Linked DNA regions of Mus musculus: region 2 is linked to region 1. The links are chromatin contacts, called in public HiChIP or PLAC-seq maps. All regions are on one chromosome and are shown on one strand. Each heading gives the region's core, a stretch centred on a gene start, on an enhancer-like site or on the middle of the called end of the contact. The rest is flanking DNA. Distances are from core to core; before and after follow the strand shown.

What was found. HiChIP or PLAC-seq counts read pairs in DNA pulled down with a chosen protein or histone mark.
Region 2: an H3K27ac HiChIP or PLAC-seq map of double positive thymocytes shows a contact between it and region 1, with 2.5 times the contacts expected there. The contact joins the promoter of Whrn here to the enhancer-like site in region 1. A contact is called at or near these places in 1 of 39 promoter capture datasets (liver), 3 of 15 datasets of contacts at CTCF or cohesin (the NIH/3T3 cell line, large pre-B cells and thymocytes), 16 of 484 Hi-C or Micro-C datasets (B cells, CD4 T cells, CD4 single positive thymocytes and 11 more), 10 of 115 datasets of contacts at active chromatin or transcription factors (CD4 single positive thymocytes, CD8 T cells, double positive thymocytes and 6 more) and 2 of 9 other capture datasets (adipose tissue and liver).

What each region holds. Positions count from the first base shown.
Region 1 is chr4:63,384,448-63,390,480 of GRCm38.p6, reverse strand. It overlaps Akna (AT-hook transcription factor), which reads left to right. Exons shown (of 22, transcript NM_001045514.3): 5 at 3,328-3,484; 6 at 4,097-4,251. It overlaps Aknaos (a long non-coding RNA gene), which reads right to left. Exons shown (of 4, transcript XR_003955426.1): 2 at 3,101-5,170; 3 at 2,046-2,290; 4 at 1-1,805. Among named protein-coding and RNA genes, the nearest start is that of Gm52742, 7.8 kb to the left of the region's middle. Within about 2 kb of position 1,295, at least 122 of the 459 cell types and tissues checked have an H3K27ac peak or open chromatin away from gene starts, as enhancers often do. A contact at or near this core is called in B cells, CD4 single positive thymocytes, CD8 T cells and 10 more, where this site is marked.
Region 2 is chr4:63,493,921-63,499,773 of GRCm38.p6, reverse strand. It overlaps Whrn (whirlin), which reads left to right and starts at 3,783. Exons shown (of 12, transcript NM_028640.2): 1 at 3,783-5,161. The coding sequence starts at 4,541.

The DNA of each region.
Region 1 (6,033 bases), core at 46-2,545:
AAGCTGTGAGTGTCCTAGAGCAAGTGTGAGACACAAAGGTGGCACGTCCCCGTGGATCTGTCTGTTCTTTGCAGATGGTATAGTTTCCTCAGGTCTGGGATCCCTAGATCTGGTCCAGCATGGTGTGTGGGACAAGCCTACAGACAGGCAGGCCATGGTGATAGGAGAATATCCACTGGTGATTCTGTTAACTGCTATCCTAAGTCATTTACAACTGGGCACAGAGATAACCTCTCTGTCACATAAAACCTAGCAGGGTCACACAAGGTAGAGGTGCCCGAGCTAGGTTTTGACCCTGAACACTGGCTGCAGGGCCCATGGCTCACTTACTCTGACAAAGCCAAGCCAGCAACGCTCACCGAATCTGCAGCCAGAAAAACTGCCAGGGAAGGCCGAGCTTAGATCTAGGAGCGTCTAGGAACCACACAGTCTGGGGAGCATGGGCTAGGGGACCAGGACTAATTAGGAGTCATGGGTGGGCTTTACTCTGTGTGCTGACTCTAGAATCTGTGGTGATGTCACCACTCGCTGTCCTATTGCGACTTCCTCCCAGCTCCTGTCTCGGCTTTAGGGGGATGTGAAACCGGTGAGGAGACAGAAGCCACCCTTAAAGGAATTGGGGATGATGTCAGCACCTTTCGTGAAGTGTGTTCTGCTGCCACTCTGGAGCAGAAGCTCCTGATGGGGTTCAGTGTATATGGGGGGGGGGGGGCGAGGGCGGCTGTGTTTTCTTCCCACCCCTTTTGCCCCATTCATAGAGCTCATTACCATTTTAAAGGCTTGAGACCCCATCTGTGCCCAGAATACTCATAGGTTTAACCCCATGTTTCCCAAACTCGCTGGTCCACCCTGCACAGAGTCCCTAGGGCTTCTGAGTGTCACTGCATGGCAGTGTCACTGTCTGTCCAGAATGGCAGGTCATGGCAGGCACAGGCCCTACGGCTCAGCAGTTGCTAAGTGCCCTCCCTACTCCCTACTTCCTCTGGATGGCCAGGGCCTCACAGTCCTGGGGCTCTGTCTCCCTCGTTTCCATCCTCTGTATCTGGAAGCTGCCAGGTTCCTGCTGCTCCTCAGGTGGGGCCTTGGCACAGTGGGCGGGGAACACAAGAGGGCAGGGCCACCCCTGGGATTTGGGTCACCTCAGGAAGAAAAGGGTGTTGATAGGCAGGCCCCCACAGGCGAAGCTGAGCAGATGGCCCAGAGGATTATGAAAATCCAGCTTTGTTCTCAGCTAGGGAGGCTCAGGCAGGGGGAGGCAGTGTCACCAAATTACACTTGAGACAGCCAGGCTTCAAAGAACAGCTTATGCAAAGGGGCTTCCTGTCTGAAGGCTGTGGAACTCCTAAGTCAGGCCTATCTTCAGCTGCTTAGTCCCGATCATGGGGTGGCAGAGAGCAGTCAGGATAGCCCACCTGAGCTCTTAAATGGGTAGTAAGGCATCATAGGAGTGTATCTTTTTTACTGGTCCACTTTCACGGTGGCCATATTCACATAAGGATAGGGAGGATGTTGAAGATACAGGGATGATGGTTAAGGTTACGGTAATGGTGAAGACTATGATGGTGCTGATGGGAGTGATGTGGTGATGGTACTATTGGTGTTGCGCTGACGACAGGGAGGATGGTGATGGTGGAGATGCTGGTGACTGTATTAGTTACTCTCTTATTGCTATGATAAGATACCATGACCAGCCAACATACAGAAGGAGGGAGTTAGGTGGGTTTATGGCTCAAGGGTCCATCACCATCACGGTGGAGAAGCACAGTTGGCAGTCTGAACAGCAAGCTGAGCGCTCACAGCATAAACTACAAGCAGAAAGCAGAGGGAGCAAACTGAGACTTGCGTGTGGCACTCGAAGCCTCAGCGCTCGCTCACCCCAGTGATACACTTCCTTCAGCAAGGCCACATCGCCTAGTCCTACCCCCCCCCCCCCCACCAAAATGCCACCAGCTGGGACCAAGTATTCAAATTCCAAAGCTATTGGGGACAGTCTCTTCCAGACGATCACAGTTCACAGTGCCAGGTGAGAGCTACCATTTACTTACACTGACTTCATGCACGGTGATGCCAACTGTGCCATCCACTCCAGAACTGAGGTGTATCATGACGGAGCCTGAGTCGGTGCCTGGCCTCTGACTTTGGAGCACACATTAAGCCAAGCAAGCCAGACTGAGTATTTTCAGCTGTGGTTTCCACAACCTCTGTCAGGGCCGGCCCAGCTTGGCTGCTACGGTGTGAAAGCTGCCATTGGTGGCACACGATGGCAGATGTGCCTGCAGCCAGGGAGCCCCTGGATACAAAAGCAGACCCTGGCTCCCCATCTGTGTTCACACCCCTGCTTGGAACCAGGATTCCCTCCTGCTGAGCTCCAGTGTATCCCCCCCCCCCATCAGCTGCCCCCCTCCCTACACACTTCCCACACCATCTTCAAGGTCAGAGCACAACTAGAAGGCTCTGTTTGTGCACGTAACATCTCCTTCCTTCATTCAGACAGCCATCTACTATTTACTGTTTATCATTATCAATGTAGTTATTATTGGAAATATTTCATTAAAACGTTAATGATTATCATATATGTGTTACACACATATAATAACCATCACTAGTAACCATTATTGTTACCAGTGTAAGAGCTAGCTGGTGATCTCTTGTGGCACTTAACTTCTGGGAGTCTAGGGCTCGTAGGGGCTCACAGAGACTGAAGCGTCAATCTCGGAGCCCGCATGGGCCTGTGCTAGGTCCTCTGCATATATGTTATGGTTGCTTAGCTTGGGTTTTTTGTGGGGCTCCTAAAAGTGGGAGTGGGGGGTGTCTCTTACTGTTTTGCCTGCTCTTGGGACCCCTTTTCTCTTACTGGGTTGCCTCGCCAGCCTTGATATGAGAGTTTGTTCCTTGTATTATTGTAACTGGTTAAGCTGTGTTCCATTGATATCTCTGTGAGGCCTGCTCTTTTCTGAAGGGACACGGAGGAGCAGTGGATCTGTGCGGGAGGGGAACTGGGGGGAGGAACTGGGAGGAGTGAGGGAGGGAAGGCTGCTGTCAGGATATATCGTAGGAGAGACGAATTTACAAAAAGAAAAACAGGGAAAGTCATCCCTACCTGCCTCGTTTTCAGGACCTCTGGAAAGACAATAGGAGGCGGCTTTTAAGTCCTCCGCCCAGTGTAGGACCCACTGAAAAGTGGTGTTCGTGATTCCCAGGCTAAGGATGGGGCTCCTGTGTGGTGGAAGGAGGAAGGAGGAAGCCTGGATAACAGATGCGCTGTGGCCTCTTTGCAGTGAGCTCGCCCTGTCTGACTCCTTCCCTCCCTGCCTCCCTCTTCCTCAGGTGCACCTGTATTCAGACCCACCACAGCCCAGTCAGAGCTTCTGCTCGGGGTCAATGCCACAAGGAAGCAAGGTCTTATCCTTCTCTATCCCGCAACCCAGAGTAGCAGAGTGGTGGCCTGACCCTGCCCAGGATCCACAGGCCTCTGAGGCCACAGGTGAGTTGGGGAAGGAGCCAGGGCTTTTAAGCATCCCCCTGCTCATGGAGGGAGAACCTTAGGTCCACCCTGGGGACCATCCAGGGAGAGCCTTGGCTCAGCCACCTGGCCTGTTGGTTCTGTGGCGTGAGCAGTGTTCTCCCTGAGCCCATTGTAGACCCTGAAATGGACACATATGGCCCCAGTTAGTCCTCACACGGAGCTGGTGAGCAACACAAGATTTATAACACCAGCTTTTATAGTCCCGGGATAGTTGGAAGACTTGGGGCTCAGAGAGGCAAAGGTATACTGGGGTCACATAGCTTGGAAAGGAAAGGGCGAGGATTTGAACCTGCTTTTCCATGAATTCGAGCCTGTACTTACAACTGAGTCCATCAATCCCCCAGGCCTGACACCATCCCCTTACAGCTTTGATCTAGGCTAGACCCATACCTCATTTACTCTGGTAGGGGAGCAGCAGCATAGTGGCCAGCCCTCTCCCTACTACTGTGAAGGTTAGGCAGGAAGGGCCAAGCTATAGTTGATATGGTGGTCTGAGGAACCTCAGGGCTTCAACCTCAGCGGACTCGGGGACTGTCCTCAGCCCCAGGGTTCAGCGGCTGTGTATTTCAGGGTGGCCGTTCCCACGAACAGACCTGAGTCCCTCCTCGTCCCCCGGCGTGGCCACTCCAGGGCGGCTTCCTCAGAGCCAGGGCATTGCCACAGACCAGCCCTCCACAGGACAGACCCAGGCACTGACCTCTCAGGCCAGCCGGCTCCTGGCCAAGGTGAGTGAACCCCAGCTTTGTCCCACAAGACACCTCATCCCAAAAGCACGGGGCCTCCACCTGACATTTTCCTCTTTATGACAAACTGCCCCTTCTTCATTTGTTCGTTACCGACGCCAAAACTGTCACCTCTTGAGGTTTTGTAGACGGCACTCCAGCTCAGAGTCGGCTGCAGGTCTTTGTCTACCTTCACACTTGGCTCTGTTCCAAAGGTGTCTAAAGAGACTTAAGAAGACACAACGCCCTAACCACATTCTGAAAACGGAAGTGGGGGGAGCCAAGGCAGAGGGGAAGTCCACACAGAGAAAAGTAAATTAAGCTAGCTCAAAGCCAGTAAACAAGATGTTCTGTTGGGCCCGAGCTCTCAACCAGAATTGCACCTTGGGCTTTGAGCTTCCGGCTGTCCATTACCAACACATAAATACGGTTGTTACATTACCTTGCTTGACCATCCCACCCTTTGGGCCCAGCAGCCACTCACCCGCCTTTGTCTTTTCAGTTTGCGGGATGTGTCAAATAAGTAGAATCAGCCATGTTCCTCCTTCCCCTCTGATTTTTTTGGAGTTTCCTTGGTGTTTTCTGCCTCCTCTGTGGTCCAGCAGTATAACATTCCACTGCCACCATTCTTGGTCCTGTACCTGGGATAGCATTTCCTCTTTGGCAGGCAGGGCACACTGAGCAGATGCAGGGCATGGCTGAGGCTGTCCCACTTGTTGCGCTGTTCACTTCTTGACATTGGGTAGGTTTGAGGGAGGATGGGCTGGGAGTTCAGAGCACACAGGAGCTTAGGACATGTCAAAATGAGACTCCCAGTGATCTCACAGACTGGTGACTCATGACTGTAACGCCAGCATTTGAGAGGTGGGGGCAGGCCGATCACTGAATTCAAGGCCAGCTTGGAGTTCTGAATGAGACCATGCTATAAAACAAAACAAAAACAAAATCTCTCACTGGAATCACTGGTAATTTTTGTTAACTGATTACATATGAATTGATAATTGTGATCAAGTAAAAAATTTTATGAAGGGCCCACAAGATGGCTCAGCAGAAAAGGGGGCTTTCTACCAAGCCTGGTGACCCGAGTCTCAACTCCAGGACACACACTGTAGGAGGAGAGCCCTGACTCCTAAGAGTTGTCCTCGGACCTCCATATGCACAATATAGTGTGTAATGCACACAAGTGCATCCGTCCACACTCTGTGCATGTACCTGCACACACACACACACACAAAAACACACATATACATGCACATGCACACACACTAAATGCAATTTAAAATAAAAATATATATTATTAAAATTGACTTCCCTATTTTCACATACATGTTTAATTGTATAAGATATGTAGCTCATATCACATTTCTACTTCATGTACTATGTGACATGCTATAATGTAGTTATATTCCTATTTCAGTTTACCCTAGTTGCCCTCAATAAATATGCGTGGTGATATTTTTGTTGTTGTTTTCCAGACAGGGTCTCATTATGTAGCCCTGGTTGACCTGGAACTCACTTTGTAGACCAAGCTGGCTTGGAACTCACGGAGATCCTCCTGCCTCTGACTCCTGAGTGCTGGGATTAAAGGCAGGCACCACGATGCTTGGCTTTGATTTTTATTTTAAATATTTCTGTCCTTTATTATTATTATTATTATTATTATTATTATTATTATTATTGTCTGCAGTGTCATGACTAGAACTCAGGTCCTTGTGGCTTCTAAGTACACACTCCACCACTGAGCCACACCCTCATCCCTAGACTGACACTATAGACACGCCCAGA
Region 2 (5,853 bases), core at 2,534-5,033, 110 kb before region 1:
TCTCTTGTACTTGCTGGTAGGAGTGAGTGAATAAAACATATAATTGCTTAAAACAGAGCTGTTCAAAAAAAAAAAAAACCACCAGCTACAGATAATTCTATATGTCCCACGGGAAATGCATCTCAAGTTAAATTAATCTCTATCACCTTCTGAGGAGACATTTCAGTGAATTAGAGGGAAGGAGAGAGGCTCCGAATAACTATGGAATGAATGGAAAAGGGCTTTTAAAGATTGCAATAAAAAGAGGGAGAAGGAAGTCACCAGTAATGTCCTGTCCTCCTGTGTGTCACATGCTTCATGTGACGCATAGGGCATGAAACGTGTAGCTTGCATTCAAAACCGTTGTGTCCTGAACCTGAAAAGGAATTCCAAGGGCTTATGGTTTGAATAGCTAGCTCCAAGCCGATGACACTGTATTGGGAGGTTTGAGAGACTTGGGAGGTGGGGCCAGGTTGCAGGAGGTGGGGCCAGGTTGCAGGAGGTGGGCCACTGGAGACAGCCTCTGGTAATCATAGGGTCCCTGGTTATTTCTTGTCCCACTCTACTTCCTAGCCAGTCATGACGTGAATTCCTGGGCTATGGTGTCATCACCATGATGGACTGAACTTTCTGGAATCATGAACACACACATAAACACACACACACACACACACACACACACACACACACTTGTTTTTGTCAGATATTTTGATCACAGTAATGCAGAAGTCACTAAGAGTCAAACAACAAACAAAAGTCCAGCTCAGCAACGAGCATATCTCAGCACTTGTAAGTTGTGCTAAGCACAAAAGGCAACACCATTCATTCTTTCTCCTGCTCTGTCTTTCCGGTTGCTCAAGTCCAGATTTCCAGAAACATCTGGACTAGAAGGGTTGGCTCAAGTTGGTTATCAACAGTGAACAATTAAAAGTGGCCTTGGTGCTGGATGTGGTGTTGCTTTGAAGGTTGAAGCGGGTGGATCATGAGTTCAAGGTTAGCCTGAGCTACATATCAAGTTCCAGGAGAGTCTGAGCTGCACAGTGAGATCTTGTCTTGGAGAACCCTGGCTTAGGGTATTGATCAGTTGTCTGAGGTCTTATTTAGCCTGTGTACCTAGTGGGGTCAGTTTCCAGCACTGGGGTGAAAGTTAGCTTTAGAAAAGGGGAGGGGTGGGGGGATGTCTGCGATTGCAGGAAAATACTATTTTAGCTCTGAAGAGGGCAGTATGCAGCCAAGGCCAAACAGGAACTCTTGATTCCTATTTCATTCAAGGGCCTGAAGGCAGTACAGCCCCCAGGAGTCCAGGCAGCTTGAATTTCTGAGAGCTTATTTCTTGACAGACAAACACATCTTCACTCATGAAATAGGATTCTTGAGGTTTGAGCACAGTTACACGTTGCCTCTCTGAGGGACACACTGCAAACTGATACGAAGGTGGTTATGCAAGATGGATGGGAAAGTTCCCATTTGTCCTTCCCTCGGTTCTCGCTCTGCTCTCTCAGATCAACCTCTATGAAGCTAAACAATAGCACAGCCTTCCCAGATGGTGCCCGATGTTTGCAGAAGAAAGTGTTTCCTTTTTCCCTAAGGCTGTTAGCACAGAGGCTTCTGCTGCCCGAAGCAAAATATTCTCGAAAACATCCTTTGCACAGAAAGGAAATATTGGGAGTGGGGAATCTTAGCTCCTGGGCTGCATTTATCAAACCAATCACAGCAATTATAATTAGAACACAAACTAACTGAACACTAAGCATGAAATACATTTGCAGAAAACCCGAACTGCATGCAATTAAGTCCCGTGTGGTGGCATTTCGAGGTATGTCATTAATACATGAGGGGAGGGGTTGGAACAGATTCTCTCCTTAAATAACTTGTTCTGGTTGCATTAAAGACTTCAACTAGGGTCGGCAAGAAGAAATAAGGATGCATAGCACGGACTGCTACACGCAGAGCTGTAAGACAGATGTCAAAGGGTCACTCAATTGGCTACTTAAGACATCACTTTGTGACGCCCTGTGAAATATGTTCACTGGGCATCAATTCAACTCAGGTCTGTGTGAAAAGAAGGGGAGAGCTTTGGGGAAAGGAGAACTTTAATTCTTTGCCTCCATTTTGGGACTGCATTAAACTACAGTGTTAGAAATCTCCCTGTGGCTTCCCATTACTCAGAAAGATTCTTCTTTTAAAATATTTTATTTACTTATTCGTTTATTATGTGCTACAGGGTTGCTACACGTGCCACAAGCACCATGAAGATTAGAGGACAGCTTGCAGGAGTTGGTTCTCCCCCTTCCACCGTGCTGGTTCCAGGCATGAAAATCAGGTGGTCAGGCTTGGTGGCAAATATCTTTACCCGCGGAAACATCTCTGCAGCCCAGAAAGTCCATTCCTGTTAGTCTCCTCGCCTCACTGTGGTCTATCTTGACACTCCTAATGCTTATCTTTTTTATGTTTGTTTGTTTTTAACCTTGACCTACACCGTCTTTCCTTTGCCAGACTATGACTCTTTGAGGTCAAAGATTTCAACTCTTTATCCTGGGTCTCCAGCATCAACCATATGCCGCTTGGTCAAGCAGCAGAACGGGTGCTTGGCAAATGTTGAATGAAGAATGACCAAGTGCACAGGTAAATAACTAGCCAGGGAACAAAACACCCTTCTGCAGCCAGCTCAAAGCCACTCCAGATAATCCTTCTCTTTTTCTATTTCTCCCATATCAGAGTCAGCCGTTTCATTCCTGTGACGGCAACCCAGGACAGTCTTAGGGGAAAAAAAACCAGCTTTTCACAGAACACCTCTGGAGAGGCAATTCAGGTTTAAAGAGATCCACATGGCATGTAGTGGTGACTAGGTCAAGCACTATAGATCTTCTTAGAACACTTCTTTGACTAGAAGCCGAGTTTTTCCTGTGATAGTGTTTAGGAGAGTGGGTATCAGATGACAGACTTTAGACTGTGTATTCTGACATCTTTCCATATAAAATATGTTTTTTTTAAAGACTGTATATAGAGTTGTCATGTAACCTTCACCCTGTTCCCTCAGTGTGGAAAAGATCACAAGCGGGACCTAACAGTTGGTACAAGTGACATTCCTACTCCAGACTTAGTTTTAAATGCATGTGTGTGTGTTTGCATACTTTACAGTTCTGATAACAGCTCCTTGCTTTCCCCCACTCCCCCCTCCCCCCCCCCCCCCCACTCCGGAGAGCACCAGAGGAAGGGGCCCAGGCTGATCTATCCCAGCACAGGACTTGGCTCCTGATGGCACCTGTGTGGCTTATATTCTTCTCATGTGCAGAGCAGGTGACCGATTATCGTCCACATACTCACTTAAACTTGCAGTCAGCACGTGTGCAAGCTGCAGGAACAACATTTTAAGGCAGAAAAGCAGAGCATGAAGCATCTATTATTTTAGAGGCCAAAAGTTGGCCATTTTCCCCAATTGTGAATTGGCAAACCGGCTAATTGCTCCAAAGCGACCCTGGAATCGAGCTGTGATCGCCGGAAAGCGCAGCTTTTAGGACCCCATCTTTCACCCCTGGGCTGAGGAAGTGGGAAGACTTCGCAGGGGCCCAGGGCTCCTCCTGCTTTCTTTCACCCCCACTTTCACCCCTTTCTTCCTTGGGGCCGGACTGTTTCACCCCGTCTCCAGGCAACAGCCAGGCGCGCCAGGCGGGACGTCATTTCCTGAAGAGCCCGCGGGGGGACGGGGCGGGGAGGGGGAGGGGCGAGGGGGCGGGGCCAAGTCCCGGCTGGCGACGGCGGCGGCGTCGGAACTCGCTGGAAGACTCAGCCCAGAGCTGCTCAACAGTTCGCAAAGTCCGGGCTCCCGGCCGCGTGGCTCCGTGTGCGCCCGGGCGGCGTTGGGGCGCGGGGGCCCGGGCTGCTGCATGGTGGGCGGCCCGGGACATGCCCCGCACCCCCCGCCGGACGCCCGCGTGGCTCCTCTGGCTGCGACTGCTCCGGACTCTGAGCCTAGATTGACCGGCGCCCTAACTTCTTTCTGACTTTGGGGTCCCCCAGCCCTAGAGGAACGGGCATCTCGGCTGGGGGAGCCCCGGACATGGTGTGACGGGGCGGGCGGCGTGGCTGCGCCCCCCACTGCGGCCACGCACGGTCCCCGCGCCTTCCGGCATGTAGCTGCTGTTCTCGCTCCCCCCGGCCTCCAGCCGCAGTCTCCACGACCTCCGGCCTCCAGGCGCCAACTCTTTGTCCCCCCAGGATCCCGCCGCGGTCCTCAGGATTGCAGCCGCCGTCTCTTCGTCCTCCGAATTCCAGTTTCACCTGCCTTCGCGCCCCTGGGACACCAGCCGCTGTCCCTGCCACCTCCCCAGGATCCAGCCAGCGCTCTAGCTCACCTGCACCTCCCCAACCCACCCTGCAGCCGTCGTCTCCGCTCTCCGGGCCAGTCTAGACTGCAGCCGGTGACTCCGCGTCTACCCCAAACCCAGACTCCAGCCGTGACCTCCGCGCCCCGGGGAATCCAGCTGTCGCGCCTCTGGCCGCAGGTGCAGCTGCCGCCCCGCGCCGCGCGCCCCGAGTGCGGCCGGGCCTCGGCGGGGAGATGAACGCACAGCTGGACGGCCTGTCGGTGAGCTCGTCCTCCACCGGCTCGCTGGGCTCGGCGGCGGCGGCGGCGGGCGGCGGCGGGGGCGCGGGGTTGCGGCTGCTGTCTGCCAACGTGCGCCAGCTGCACCAAGCGCTCACGGCGCTGCTGAGCGAGCCCGAGCGGGAGCAGTTCACTCACTGCCTCAACGCGTACCACGCGCGCCGCAACGTCTTCGACCTGGTGCGCACCCTGCGCGTCCTGCTGGACAGCCCGGTCAAGCGGCGTCTGCTGCCCATGCTGCGTCTGGTCATCCCGCGCTCCGACCAGCTGCTCTTCGACCAGTACACGGCCGAGGGCCTCTACCTGCCAGCCACCACCCCCTACAGGCAGCCCGCCTGGGCCGCTCCCGACGGCGCGGGGCCCGGGGAGGTGCGACTCGTGAGCCTGCGGCGCGCCAAGGCCCACGAGGGCTTGGGCTTCAGCATCCGCGGGGGCTCGGAACACGGCGTGGGCATCTACGTGTCTCTAGTGGAGCCGGGCTCCCTGGCAGAGAAGGAAGGGTTGCGGGTCGGGGACCAGATTCTGCGCGTCAACGATAAATCTCTAGCCCGGGTGACCCACGCGGAGGCTGTCAAGGTAGGGCTGTGGTTTATGGGAGCGTTAGAGGACAGTACAGGCAGTTTAGTGCTCCCTCTTCGGTTGCCTGTGCTGCTATCTTTTATACCAAATCGCCTGACCTTTCTGGTCTTTGTTGTTGGTTTATTTTTGCCTCCCTGACCGGATTTTAAAAGAGGAACATTTAATTTGTGGCGCAGATCGGTGTTCTGAGCACGGAGGAAATGGTTATTCTTGCCTTAGGTGACCTAAAGGCTAAGGCACATACACAGTATAACATAAGCAAATGCCTGGTCATAAAATGTGAAAAGGGCTGTGGATCCTTACAAGTGTTAGAAAAGAGCCCCTGCTTGACATTGGGTAATTGATGCTCTCCCCCCTCCAGACCCCCCCCCACCCCCCCCATCTTTATTGCTGCTGTGCTGTTTTCTGGATCCTGTAGGCTTTTTGCCGCTGAAAGTTAGTTCTGCCCCACTGCTAGTAACCCAGGAGGAGGCTGGGTAACCACAGAGCTGGGGCTGATCCTTCTATTTGTGGACTAACCAGTGTATGCTGGAACAAGCCAGACCAGAGAACTGGCGCCTAACTTTGTTGCAAACTTGGCTTCTCCCTGACCATGAACCCAGAGTCCCATGAAACTGAGCACGGTTTTTCTTGGATCTGTCAATTGAGAAAAATAACCTCACCACAACCAGCTAGTAGGAATCTAATCC